Linked DNA regions of Mus musculus: region 1 is linked to region 2. The links are chromatin contacts, called in public HiChIP or PLAC-seq maps. All regions are on one chromosome and are shown on one strand. Each heading gives the region's core, a stretch centred on a gene start, on an enhancer-like site or on the middle of the called end of the contact. The rest is flanking DNA. Distances are from core to core; before and after follow the strand shown.

What was found. HiChIP or PLAC-seq counts read pairs in DNA pulled down with a chosen protein or histone mark.
Region 1: a contact with region 2 is called in an H3K27ac HiChIP or PLAC-seq map of regulatory T cells, with 8 times the contacts expected there. The contact joins two enhancer-like sites. A contact is called at or near these places in 3 of 115 datasets of contacts at active chromatin or transcription factors (CD8 T cells, memory CD8 T cells and regulatory T cells).

What each region holds. Positions count from the first base shown.
Region 1 is chr15:62,241,780-62,248,454 of GRCm38.p6, forward strand. It overlaps Pvt1 (Pvt1 oncogene), which reads left to right. Exons shown (of 5, transcript NR_132747.1): 3 at 395-518; 4 at 655-782. Among named protein-coding and RNA genes, the nearest start is that of Pvt1, 210 kb to the left of the region's middle. Within about 2 kb of position 3,787, at least 27 of the 459 cell types and tissues checked have an H3K27ac peak or open chromatin away from gene starts, as enhancers often do. A contact at or near this core is called in regulatory T cells, where this site is marked.
Region 2 is chr15:61,405,950-61,413,500 of GRCm38.p6, forward strand. No RefSeq gene overlaps it. Among named protein-coding and RNA genes, the nearest start is that of Gm24696, 52 kb to the left of the region's middle. Within about 2 kb of position 6,017, at least 12 of the 459 cell types and tissues checked have an H3K27ac peak or open chromatin away from gene starts, as enhancers often do. A contact at or near this core is called in regulatory T cells, where this site is marked.

The sequences.
Region 1 (6,675 bases), core at 2,537-5,036, 830 kb after region 2:
CACACACACACACACACACACACACGCACGCACGTGCGCGCGCCATCTCTGCCATTGACCATGAAGACTAATGCTTCCAAGACTTACTCAACTTCTGGTGATCACCTGATACAGAACCATATACCTGGGGGAAGACTCATATCAGACACAGGAGGACCCATTAAACACCTCCCGTGCCAAGCTGAATTCTGTAAATAAAAGGCTCCAAGGCCTCAAGGATGCTGCTTGTTCACAGACTTATTCTAGTGTCAAAGAAGACCCTGGTCTCCCTACTCAACACTCCTCACATGGTGTCTAACACTGTCTAGAGCACCAAGTGAGTGTGTACACAGCTCAACTTCCTCAGTGTCCTGGGATATGTGATGATAACAGTACTCCTGTTTTAATTTTTCAGATGTGAAGCGTTGACTTAAGAGATGCCAAGTAACTCAGCAGATGTCACACAGACGATAAATAGCAAAGATGGAAGTCTTCATGCCGGAGGCAATCCTATAAGACAGCTGAGTTCTGCAGAGCTGGTAGGTAAGTGTGCACTTGCCAGAATGCAGTGTGCCCAGAGATGATACTAGATAAGGTGTTGGATGATTAGTGGCTTTTCTCCTGATCTTCTAAGTCTAGATTCCTTTTTCAGACTTTTTTTTTTTACCCCTGTAGGAGACAGACTTGCTCAGGTGATAGATCCAGCCATGATACTGACCCTAAGAGAATGAGACGCTCTGCAGAAGACAGAAGATTCCTGAAACTGGGAAAGGTGCCTAGAAATCCTGATAAGAGTGAAGAAGGTATTTCCCTCCCCTTCCTAGGCATCTCCCACCATATTCAATACTTTCTACAGGGCTCTGGTCATTGGCTGAGCAGTCCTCTTTCAATTTAGTTGGATGGAATATTAGTCTAGAAATTTTACTTTCAATTAAACTCACTTGTTGAACTGCCTCCATCTTCAAAGGATCCCATTAGGGTAATTATAGCCATTGCTACAAGGCATTATTTGCACTCAATTTCAGCTTTTAGGCAATTCAGTTCAAATGGTTCATGTTTTTACTATTTGGAGGTTTGTATAGCTATCATTTTCTTACAGTGCAGATTTCCCATGAGCTGTTGTTAGAAACCCAAATCAAAGCAGCAGTTTTGATAGTGGCCATCCCTGGTCTAGCCTGCTGTCTCTGGCCTTATGTGCTAATAAAAAACAACCAAAGACACAATGTATGAAGCAAGAAAGCAGCCCTCTCCTTTATAGGATCAAATATTTGGAAACTGCGAGCTGTCCTTTATTTATATCATGGTATCTCTTGGCAAATTAACTAAAGCCAAAGGCAGTGAGAATTCCTTCCAAATTGCACAGATTTGTTCTGCTAACTGTTGGCCATAATTATTCTATTTCAAAATGGCAGCCATGACAGAGTTTAGTTGAGATCCTGTTTTGATGGCTACATTTCTCATAAAATGGATTTTTTTTTCATTTTTTTTCTGTTTTCGCATATCCAAGTATATGTGTATACGTGTGAGGTGTATGTGTGTGTGTATGCACACGCTCATATCTCACAACACAGATGAGATCAAATTCTGCCGCTGTGGGTTCTGGAATACAGCTCAGGTCATTAGGTATTAAAGTCAAGTATATTACCCTCTGAGGCATCTTTGGCCTGAGATCACTTTCTTTGTATTGCTAACTCTGTCTTCTTTAATTCATGAACTACAGAGAGGTAGCCTAGCTCATGCTTCCCGATATACTCTCTTTCCCTGAAAGTTAAGACCTCAGCTTGGGGACCAGGACTATATTGTCTCCCGTCACATGTCTACCTTAGAATCAATGCTTGCATGATGAATGGATAGATGGATGGATGAGTTCTCAAAGTACAACTTCTATATTCTCCTTTTTTAAAAGTCGGTGTTTTATTATATAACTATTGAATGAGTGTGCTCATCTTAGAACTTTTTCAAGAAGGCGGAGGTGCTTTTCACGCATCTTTGCTGACCGTTGTTGCCTCATCGTCATCTCTGCTTAGGGACTAATTTGTCACCATTTTGGAGCCCATCTTTGCAGGCCTCTCCTTTGCATTTATGTGTACATCCACACAGAGAACTGCGGACTTATGAGCGGATTCCTTTGCTGTGTAGGTTCTCCACTCTGTTTAAGCAGTTCTGTCTTTGTGTCTGTGTAGCCACAAATTTCCAACTATCCACTGGAGCCTGGTGGGTCCACTTGTGGGTACATTACTCAAGACAATGTCTGCTCTTCTCCTGGAATCTACCAGTGTCCAATATTTCAGCAGGGTAGGATATGGTCCGTGGAGTCTCTCATGTATCCATGATTGACTGATGATAGATAGGCCATGTTTTGGAAGGACCAGAGTAGGCAACCACAGCAGCTGTGAGATCATGATTGCAATGTGTGTGTCATGCCCAAACAATAGCAATCACAACCCTTACCTGTATCTTCTGGCTTTACATTCTTTTCACACCATCTTCTGGGACATTCTCTGAACCTTGGGGGACAATGTTGTTATTCTACTGAGAACTCAACAATTATGTGTTCTCAGCATCCTCTGAAAAGCAAGAATCTGTGCATTTACCACAGTTCATTGCAAAGGGAAACTTCTTTGATTAAGGACAGGCATGCCATTTGTCTTTTAGTGAGTGTGTGTGTGTGTGTGTGTGTGTGTGTGTGTGTGTGTGTGCACGTGCACATGCATGTGCATGTGCATGCTTAAAAAGCAGCTTGACTCCATATCACTTTAATGAAATAATTGTAGTAAAGTTCCCTGTGTAACCTAAGACCTGAGTGATATGGTCCTTCTATGAAGCAGGTTTCAAGTCCAGTCAGGGAGTACTTGGTTACCACCGTATCCGTCATACCGTTACTGTACCACATGGGTGCATCTTAACAGGCAGATTCATAGGGGTCACAGATGGTAAAAGAGCTGTCTTCTCTTTCTCAGGAGCTGGCAGAGCAGCCTTCCTCCGCACTATGAAAGACATCCAACAGAGAGCAAGTTCCCACCTCACTTCCAGCTTGACTCCTTTTTATCTCCTAACTGTGGTCTGTGATGTCTTCAGCAATGGTATTAACTAGTTCTGGTGAGCAGCCAGTAGCAATGCCAAGAGCTTCCTTAACAAGCAGCACATAGTTAGTGATAGATCTCACATCTGTCATAGTGCTTTTAGCAACCCATTGCTTTTAAAGCAGCATTTTCGAGTCATAGGTAATGTAACCTTTTTATTTTTTTTTAAAGGTATTTGGAATTGACTTAATGTGGGAGGTTTCCATATGGTTTTTGCATACACTTGTTTTGGTTAATTCTCACCTCTCCTGTCTCTTCATTTCCCCCATGTCTCACCCCATCTCTGCTTACATCTTTCTATTCTTGCTATTCTCCCTTTCTACTTTCTTATCGCCTATGCTTCACTAGTCTCTTCCGTTACATCATCCTTCTCCCATCTTTGGCTTCCATAGCCACTCCATGTTAAGATTCACTCCACACAAATGTGAAGATTCAAAGATAGGACCTATATGTGCCTGGTATGGTGAAGGGTAAAATATTTGGCAAAATAACACCAAAACTGTAAAACCACACCCACTGGGAATATTTCACCTTGTGTTTCAAGTCTCCCCTCACCTGCAGATAGGTCATCTCATGAGTCTATGACAAGACTTGAGAGACCACGAAAGCCCAGGAGGTTCTGTTTCACAAGAGAATTTTCAGGTGCTCTAGACCTTGATGACACATCCCAAGCCCTACAGAGAGCCACAAGAATGGCCCAGAGGAAATTCTAAACCACTATGACTCATTGGGTAGGCTTTTCTATCCTGAAACCTAAGTAATAGGGTATTCCCCCTCTATGTAGCTCAGGCCCACAAGGGTCACTAGCAGTTCTTCATATGCCTAAGGTGGGTTGCCTTGTCAGGGAAGGCTTGCCTTGCCGTTTGTCAGGAAAACTGGTCCTTAGTCTGTAGATGATGTGGTTGCAAGTCAGGAGGAAGGAAAGATACATAGGAGATGTAACTCTGTGATGATATCTGGGGGCTCTGCGTGCCTCCACTCCTGTGTGTTCTATGGGTTGAGCAGATTTCTATAGGAATGAACCAGTACATTTCTCTGTATACAGATGCTATGGACACATAGCTAAACCTCTTCCATTCTCGGCTTCCTACCAACTGGGTACACTAGGAAGCATGCTATTCAATAGGTGCTCTACCCATTCCTTTCCCTTTTTTAATTGGGAAAAACAAACTAAAATCATGATTTTCCTGTGCGTGATGGGACCCACCTGTTATTCCATCACTTGGGAGAAGGGGCAGAAAGGTGAAGAATTCTAGACAAGCCTGGGTTACAGGGCAAAACTCTGTCACAAAACTTTAGAGGTTTTGAGTTACAGATAACTGGAAGAGATATACACATAATGGGACAAAGGGGATAGATATGATTTCATTGGCAATGTGTACATGGTCAGTTGATGCTATGACTTAGAGAATGATGGAATGCTTGCTGCTGTTAATATCTGACTTTCATGACGTGTATTCGAATATCTTTGTACGTCAATCAATCCAACTGTCTCCTCCCATTCCATATTCATATTCTCAGCCCTTATACCATGTATATTCACAACCTGTAAACTTTCACAAATAAATCAACCTACCCTGTGATTCCTAGATCCTTGATGGGAAAAACTTGATGTAGGGAAAACTCAGATCTAAATCCCTTGACCTCTTAAATTGAGCTTATAAAAACCTCCTTTCTTCGAGGGGCTTCCCTAAGGAATAGCACTTGGGGCTCACACACACACACACACACACACACACACACACACACACACACACATACACACACAGCACTGGTTGAGCTTGATTGACACCAGCTGTTCTAGTCTCCTTCTGTGAGTAGCATACCTCTCCTCCATCAGAAATGTCCCAATGGGAAAGATCTCAAGTTGTAGACAGGCTACACTTACAGGCAGAGATTTCCATTTTCTCCCATGTATTTCCCGACGGAAGGTCCCCTGAAAGGAATTAGGAGAAGTAGAGGTTTGCAGGTTGACTGGGCCAGAAAGCACATTATTAATCTCTCACACTCAGTGGATGTCCACTTCCTATTGATGTTTGCATGCTGGAAGCACATCTGGTGACTTTGCTTTGTCCCCAACAAACATCTGAACTTCAGATGGTTCACTTTGGTTTCGCATAAGCAGTCCTCCGCCATCTAGCTTCCAGCTGTGACTAAGTTCTCCCTAATTTGTAAAATTTAAAGAATGAAAAGCAAGGGTTCCTTGCCCCCCCACCTCTTAAAAAATGAGGTGAAGGTTGCTATTCTTAAGCTTTCCAGCTTTACTACCTATTCTTGTTTTCTCTCCTTTTGCTCTTTATATCCTAGACCTCCAATAGTTATGTACATATCTGAGTAGTATATTGAAAATATAAGAAACAAAAAACATTATTTATTTATAATCCCATGGTCCTTTGTAATATATGAACAATTGTTTTATATAACTTGATATCTGCCATTCTATAGCCCCTCCACAGCCAAACCCACATAGATGCCATTCAGTTTCCCCCATCCCTTGTTTTCTGCCAGCAATGCCTGGGTTATTCCATAACTTGTCAACTACATGTTGAAATTTTCTTTTATCCAAATTCTTGTTAGCAAAAAAATCCGTAATTTCTTAGCTTTTTCTTCCTTCCTGTATGTAAAAAAAATTTTCCTTCTAGAATGTTCTATACTCAAAACTCATGACAGAAGTCTAGCCATTAGATCAAAGGATGTGAATGTTGTCACAGTGTATGAGTGTTTGTGTTTTAATTAGTGAACGTGTTTTCCTGAATAGCTATAGATTTATAAGGAAATCCACTGAAAGCTGCACACTAGTGGCACATGTCTTTAATCCCAGCATTCTGATCTCTGAGTTTAAGAGCAGTCTGGTCTACAGAGTTTCAGAACATCCAGGGCTATACAAACACGCTCTGTCTCGAAATGTCAAAAAAACCCAAACAAACAAACAAACAAAAACCACTGAGCTCCTGGTGTCCTTTCCCCTCACCCTATCGTATTTATCATATTACTAAATGTTACTAATATTTTGAACTACAGTGCTACATTTGTTAAAATTTATATAGCAGTATTAATCCCTTATGAGTGATCAAAGGTTCATTACACTGGGGGGTCATTACTCCTGTCTTATGGGCTACAGAGCCTCATCAATGCATAGTGTTGTAAACCCACCATCACTGGATTATAAGAAAAATTTTCATTGCCTTAGAAATTCATTGTTCTTTAGGTATTCATTCCTCTTTCTCATATCTCAACTTTTAGCAACCATTGTTCCTCTTACTATCTCTATAGTTGTGTATAGTTTTGAGACTGTCACATGGTTGGAACCACGTAACAGGTAGCTTTTTCAAACCTGCTTTTTGCAAATGACTCCTTTAGTATGTCCTTTGATGACTTGAGAAGGGTCGATTGATATATTGTAGTCTAGATAAGCTGGAGTTGACCCATCTTCTGAACCTTCAAGTAGTGAAGCTAATAAGCATCTATGTTGATTAAAAATTTCTGCTCATTTTGTAAATACAAAGGAGGCTACTTTCTGAATCTTAGATTGTTTGGTGTGAAGGTTCTTTTTATCCAAAGTGAGTGTATCATTCCCACTAGCAATGAACTGTGTCTCTGGTACATACCAGGG
Region 2 (7,551 bases), core at 4,767-7,266:
TTTTGCTCTGTTTTTCTGTGCTAGCCAGGACAGCTAGGAGAACTTAACAAAAATGCCTTTGATTTATCATCAGTAATTCAAGAAGACTAGAGTGGTCTTTAGGTGTTTGTTTGTTTTTCTCCAAGGGAGTTACATTCTAATAAAAGTCTATCAGGTTGAGCCCTCATTAAACATTTCCTCCTGGGTGCAGACTTTTTTTTTTTTTTTTTTTTTTTTTTTTTTTTTTTTTTTTTAGATATTTTCTTTATTTACATTTCAAATGTTATCCCCTTTCCTAGTTTCCCCTCTGAAAACCACCTATCACTTCCCTTCTCCCCTTGCACACCAACACATCCACTCCCACTTCCTGGCCCTGGCAGTCCCCTATACTAGGGCATAGAACCTTCACAGGACCAAGGACCTCTCTTCCCATTGATGACCAACAAGGCCATCCTCTGCTACATATCTAGCTAGGATCATGAGTCCCACCATGTGTTTTCTTTGGTTGATGGTTTAGACCCAAGGAGCTCTGGAGATACTGGTTAGTTCATATTGTTGTTCCTCCTATGGGGCTGCGAACCCATTCAGTTCCTTTGATATTTTCTCTATCTCCTTCATTGGGGACTCTGTGCTTTGTCCAATGGAGGGCTTTGAGCATCCACTTCTGTATTTGTCAGGCATTGGCAGAACCTCTCAGGAGACAGCTATATCAGGCTCCTGTCTGCAAGCAGTTGTCGGTATCCACAAGAATATCTGGGTGTAATGACTGAATAAGGAATGGATACCCAGTTGGGGCCATCTCTGAGTGGCTTTTCCTTCAGTCTGTGCTCTACACGTTGTCTCTGTAACTACTCCCATGGATATTTTGTTCTTCCTTCTAAGAAGGATCAAACTTTACACTTTGGTTTTCCTTCTCTTTGAGTTTCATGTGTTTTGTGAATTGTATCTTGGGTATTCTGAGTTTCTGGGCTAATATCCACTTATCAGTGAGTGCATATCAGGTGTGTTCTTTTGTCATTGGGTTACCTCACTCAGGATGACATCCTCCAGATCCATCCATTTGTCTAAAAATTTCATAAATTCATTTTTTAATAGCTGCACAGTACTCCATTGTGTAAATGTACCCCATTTTCTATATCCATTCCTCTGTTGTGGGACATATGGGTTCTTTCCAGCTTTTGGGTATAATAAATAAGGCTGCTATGAACATAGTGGAGCATGTGTCCTTATTACATCCTGGAGAATCTTCTGGATATATGCCCAGGAAAGGTATTGCTGGATCCTCTGGTAGTACTATGTCCAATTTTTCGAGGAACTGCCACACTGATTTCCAGAGTGGTTGTACCAGCTTGCAATCCCACCAGCAATGGAGGAATATTTCTCTTCCTCCACATCCTTGCTAGCATCTGCTGTCACCTGAGTTTTTGAACCCACACACTTGTTGTCACTTGATCTTTGACAAAGGAGCTAAAACCATCCAGTGGGGAAAAAAAGACAGCATTTTCAATAAATGGTGCTTGCTCAACTTATGGTTAGCATATAGAAGAATGGGAATTGATCCATTCTTATCTCCTTGTACAAAGTTCAACTCTAAGTGGATTAAGGTACTCCACATAAAACCTGAAACACTGAAACTTATAGAGGAGAAAGTGGGGAAGAGCCTGGAACATATGGGCACAGGGGAAAACTTCCTTAACAGAAAATCAATGCCTTGTACTGTAAGATCAAGAATTAACAAATGGGACCTTATAAAATTGCAAAGTTTCTGTAAGGCAAAGAACACTGTCAATAAGACAAAAAGGCCACCAACAGATTGCAAAAAGATTTTTATCAATCCTAAATCTGATAGAGGACTAATATCCAATATATACAAAGAATTCAAGAAGTTAGACTTCAGAAATCCAGAAAACACTATTAAAAATGGGGTACAGAGATAAACAAAGAATTCTCAACTGAGGAATACTGAATGGCTGAGAGGCACCTGAAAAAATGTTCAACATCCTTAGTCATCAGGGAGATGCAAATAAAAACAAGTCTGAGATTCCACCTCTCACCAGTCAGAATGACAGACCTTTTTCAGAAGTTCTGTAATTAAAGGGACTCTTTTTTCTTCTCTCACCAAATGCAAAGCGAAAGCTCCCTCGGACCTTCCCTATCAGACCTTGTTACAGCTACAGGACACAGAACTCACAAAGTACACATCTTACTTTTACTTCATCTTCTAAGGTCTTTCTCTCAAACACGTCTACAGCCCAGCTTCTGTCACTTCATCAATTCTAAATTCAGCTTCTTCTATGCTGGCACCAGTTTCCATGGGTGCTGAAGCTCAAAGGTCTCTGTTTCTGCCATTTGTGCCTTTCTACCAGTTGTCTCCAATGTGAGAAGCCATAACCACATTACGGCTTTATCATGTGGATTTAAAAATGTGTGACAATATTATTTTGTTCATATCTTGTGTAGGTGGGTTGAAGTGGTAACCTCTAAGTTGCATACATATAACCAGAAACTACAAGTTCACCAATGTTGTCTTCAAAATTCTAATAAAAGACCTTGTGGCAAGCACAACTTTCACAGGTATGAAAACTGGGATTCCAAGAAATGTAGCGATAGGCACTTAATTACTAAATACAGATCCACAGTTCAATCAGTCTAACTTAAGGCAGTGCTCTTGAACATTAGAAAAACTGACCTTCTTTTCACACTTTAGAAGTCTAAAGGGCCCATAAATAGGGTTGAAGTAAAGACTATTAATTGATTTTTCTAGAAGGAAGGCTATGGGAAGGAATGCTTAGATAGAAGATTGTGAACTTCATGAAGAAGTTTAAAACCACTACCGAGACATCAAAGAGATGTATCATCTCTTCCTGGAAATAGTTCATCATCTTCTGAGGGCCCCACCCTAAAGACCACAGGTAACTTCCTCCTGTACAGGCTTCTTTACAAGCAATTTGCCACTTCTTGTTCTCCTGTAGGCCATAATGGAGTTCTTTTGGGGCCTAATAACTGTAACCAAGTAGGTTATTTCTTTGATCTTGAGAATGCATTGCTTCCAAAATGCTCTTGCAACATCAAATTTGTTCCATTTTCATGCCACTGTGGTCTGAGCCACCACTTTCTCACTCTTGATATCTGCAGACATGTCTAAGGTGGTTTTCCTCCATTAATTCTTGTCATTTCCCAATCCATGCTCCATCCAAAACAGAGCTTTACAAGCTGTGAATCTGCTCCACTCTTTTCATTACATAACACCCTGGTTCTATTAGTTTTATTGAAAATCCAAATAGTTAAGAAGAAGAATTTTCAATGTCCCTATGATAAGAGAGAGCATGGTGAATCACAAAGCATAAAATTATGAATGGGGGAGACCAGCAGAGGTTTGAGGGATGATAGGACCTATGTGTGTTTGTGTGTGTTCATGTATGTACATCAAATGAATGACAGTATTTGACTATATAGTGACCTATGGCAGTAAATGAGAGTTCTACTCATTCTTTTCGTGTTCTACAAAAGACCTACTCATGCTTCATACTGAAACTCATGAAGTGACCTAATAACTGTAACCAATTTTTCTTGACCTTCTAAGCATTTTTGACTTTTTGATCTTTTGAATAACTTAATAATTGAGGTGAAATCTTCTGGGAAGTGTTTTCTGAGAGCACAGAGGCTATGTTACAGAGATAGCCAAAGTTGTACCTTGTGCTGTGGCTGGACTTGGTAATGTGTAAGAGTCACCCAGGTGGTACTGGTTTTGAAGGCATGAAGGGGTCATGAAGAACAGCTGAGGCTTGGTACTATGAGAGGCCAAGGAAGGCTATTGGTGAAGGTGCAGCCTCAGTTGCAATTGATGGCCCAGGACTGAAGGAGTCATGCAAAGGAGTTGAGGCTTGGCACCATGAAGAGAGCCTATGAGAGGCTATTAGTAAAGCCTAGTTGCAGCAGAAGACAACAGTGTTTTGGAGATGCTAGTGCCATGAGATGACCACCAAAAACAGCAGCAACAGTGGAATACAGGCATTGGAAGCCTAGGAGACAAGGTGTGTGCTACAAAGGGCAGAGCTGAAGAAGTGATCCAAGCCCTTGGAGGAATCCAGAAGATCGTGAGTGGATCCCAGACATTGCACAGTTGGAGTTTGATTTTGCTTTTGATTGTGACTGTGCCCTGATGCTTTTCCCTCTCGAAGGAAGAAAGTATTTTAGTGTAGCCCACCGTTAAGATACTTTGAATTTTTAAAAGACTCTGAATTTTAAAAGATATTAGGAATTTAAAGGGATGGAACTTTTAGTATGTACAGACTGTGGGACTTTTAAAGTTATTTAGATATTACTGCCAGCAGCCTAGCCAAATATATCTTCTTACTTGGAAAAGCATCATAGAGAACTACTCAACATTGCTTCTCCCTCATAACTTTTGTTTCCTGAATTCTGGTCCCTATAAGCTAGGCAGTGTGAACCTATCTGAACTCACCTTTTCTTTTCATTCCAGTAATTTGCCTTCCTTTTGGCTTCTTAAACAGTCAAAGACACTCTGACCTTAAGGTCTTCATCATTGTGATTCGTTCTTAGAATGCTCTTTTTCCAGATGCCCACATATTTCTTTATTGTATCATTTAGGCCTTGGCTCAAATGCCAGACATCCCTGATCATGTTATCAAATGGTTTAGCACCACACTATTCTTTTTCCAATTATTTTTCTTTAATTTTCCCCCATACATCCTTGCATTTGACAGAAAATTTACTTAAGAAATATTTGATACTTGTGAGTAAAAGATTATCAACTCTTAGAAATCTATAGATTTATAAACAAGTGTTCTTCAACATTGTGTTCCTTCTGAAAACTGGAATCTAATTTATAAAAGATAGTGTAAGGTATTCAAACATTTTAAATTACAGAATTACTAGAAGAATGAATGAATTCAGGATTGGGTCACACACTGGCCACCGGGGAGAGGTTTTAAATGGTACAGTGAAAAAACTCTGCAAATATGAGACAAGGTTATTTGCTACCTAGGGCAGTCATCTTGGAAAAAAAGAGGTTAACACTCCAGTTTTGAGTAGTCTAAGAGTTGATTCAGTGAAGGAGGATCTGAAAGTTTCAAGAGACCTTTCCTGAGTTTAAAAGATAGACCTTTAGGACATGTCAGGTATACCTCATTCCCGAATGTTTGAGCTTCTGATTTTTATCATGCTTCTCTTGATAATCAGCTTTAGACAGTGTTTAGTGCACTCAAGTAGCTCCATGCAGCTCCTGAAGGGCAGTCTTCTCTGGAAACAGCCATGTCCATTGTATACATGGACGTTTCCAAGTTGGGTTTGGTTTTATCAGAAGATTTGACTGAAGTAGTCAAGGGAAGTAGTCAAGGTTTCTGTTGGTGCCTGGAGGAACTGTATTAGTCTATTACAGAGTGTTTATGTACCTCAGGATGTTTTATTATGACTTTGGTTCAACTTCGATGTCCCATTTTGCTGATCCACCTGAAATACAAATGGTAAACAACTGCTTCAACTCTGGATGCTGCCTCACCTCCAACTCTGCAAGAAGCTGATCCATAATGATGTGAGTGAAGCATTAGGTTCCAAGAGACTGAACCTGAGATGGATTGATGTTAAGCTGGAAAATAAATGGAGGATAGAGGGGATATCGTTCAAATGTCAGAGAACATTTAAAAAAAAAAAAAAAGGTGCGTCTGCTTTGTATGCAAGAAAAGCAGATGAAAAGAAAAAGAGGCCCCGTGTTTCCAGCCCAAGATCCAGCACTGATAGATTGTGGCATTTTTGAGAAATCACTTAAGACTTCTGATTCTTTTTTGTTCAAAATGTATTATTATTTCTATATTATTCTTAAAATTCAACTAAGAGTTTAACAACCGAAACATCTATCTTAGTGTTTCAAGAAGTACATGGCCTACACATTTGTTAATACAACCTTCTCATTAATCCCATGGAAAGCAAAATATTATTCTGATTTGAAACAAAAACTCTTATGTGCAGAAGCCTCTTCAGTTCACACACCTGGGGAAGTGTCTGTGGTATTGTGGTGGCCTACCTACTCAACGTTCTCCTTTAGAGTTCTCTGACACAGGGGCCATGCTCCAGGGAGCATGGTCTGTGTGGAAAATAAGTCAACGTTCTATAAATACCTAAAGGCACCAAAATATCTTTCAATGTGGGACTCTAGTAAGAAATGCAGATTGCAGCAATGACTCCCACTACACTTTTGTGGCTCCATATGAACATAGAACAATAATTTAAAAAGGAAAAAAAACAGTGTCTATATTTCCTTGAACTGTGTTGCTGCTATTAAGTCAGTAAAGCAGGTGAAGTCACAGGGCCTCTTTAATAGACTGGAAGGCCTCATCAATCCTATTCCCCAATTTTATCATCAAACTACAGAAGGTAAATGGAAAGAGTAGAGAAGATATTACACACAAATGCAGAAAACTCACTTCTCTATAGATATGGATGTTTACTAAAAAATAATGGAGACTAGAGGGAAAAGAATGGGTCATCTCCTCTAATGCTCAGCCTGAATACTCAGCTGGGCAGGACCAAGGAAAGGGTTACGATGGTGAAGAATTCAAAAAATCATGGATTCTCAGATTCATGTAAAGACAGGATGAGTTAACATTGCTGGGAAACTTTAACTCATGTGAATCACTCTTGTCTTCATTCTGGCAATTTAGTCCCTGTTCTAAAGTCAAACAAATTAGGTTAGCAAGTTCTTCCTGTTGTAGGTCCAGGTAGGAGAGAAGTAGGTACTTGCATCTCTCTCTAGCCCAAGTGATGAATCTGCCTATTGTCTTCCATGAACCATTTCTCTATACTCAGGCTTCTCAAACTTTTCTATGTATGTCAGAATGATCTCGGGATCTTTTAAAATCATATCCTGATGCATTAGTCAAGAGATACCCCCAGCATTTAGAATTTCTAACAGGCTCCCAGATGCTATTGCTGTGGATTGATCCATTTAGCATAATGAACAATGGGGCCTAGGAATAATGGTCTCCATGTTCAAATGTGATGGCATAATAATGAACTCAGTTCTGCAGTCCATCCAGTACATGTTAAGGGCAAGAGAATTCTTCATAGAGCATAAAAACTGTAGAGGTCATTTGAAATACAAACACAAAATCCTAAAGATGAGAAACAATCATAGTCCTCTGGGTTTTCATAGACATATTGGAAGGATCTAAGACTTCAGAACTAGAAGTAGTGTCTTATTCCAAGAAAGTTCTATTCCAAGTTCTTTTCCTTCTATCTCCAACAATTCTATCCTTCAAGAATTTCTTATCATCTCATAATGGACTCAGAAAGCAAATCTAATATTTGAGTCATCTCTGCTATGGATGCATCATCTCTGCTTATGTATGTGTGAGTTTCACTGAGTAATTTACACATACAAAATGAAAGTTACAAAGACAGGAATGTATATAATATGAGTTCTAATGAATTTAATCTTGATTTTTAGTTTGTTCCAGAATGCTTAGTATCTTTTTCAAAATCGTGAAATTAAAAATACAAATATTTATTATCTGATGACTATGTTAATGCTAGATTAAAGTTTAAATGGAAAAT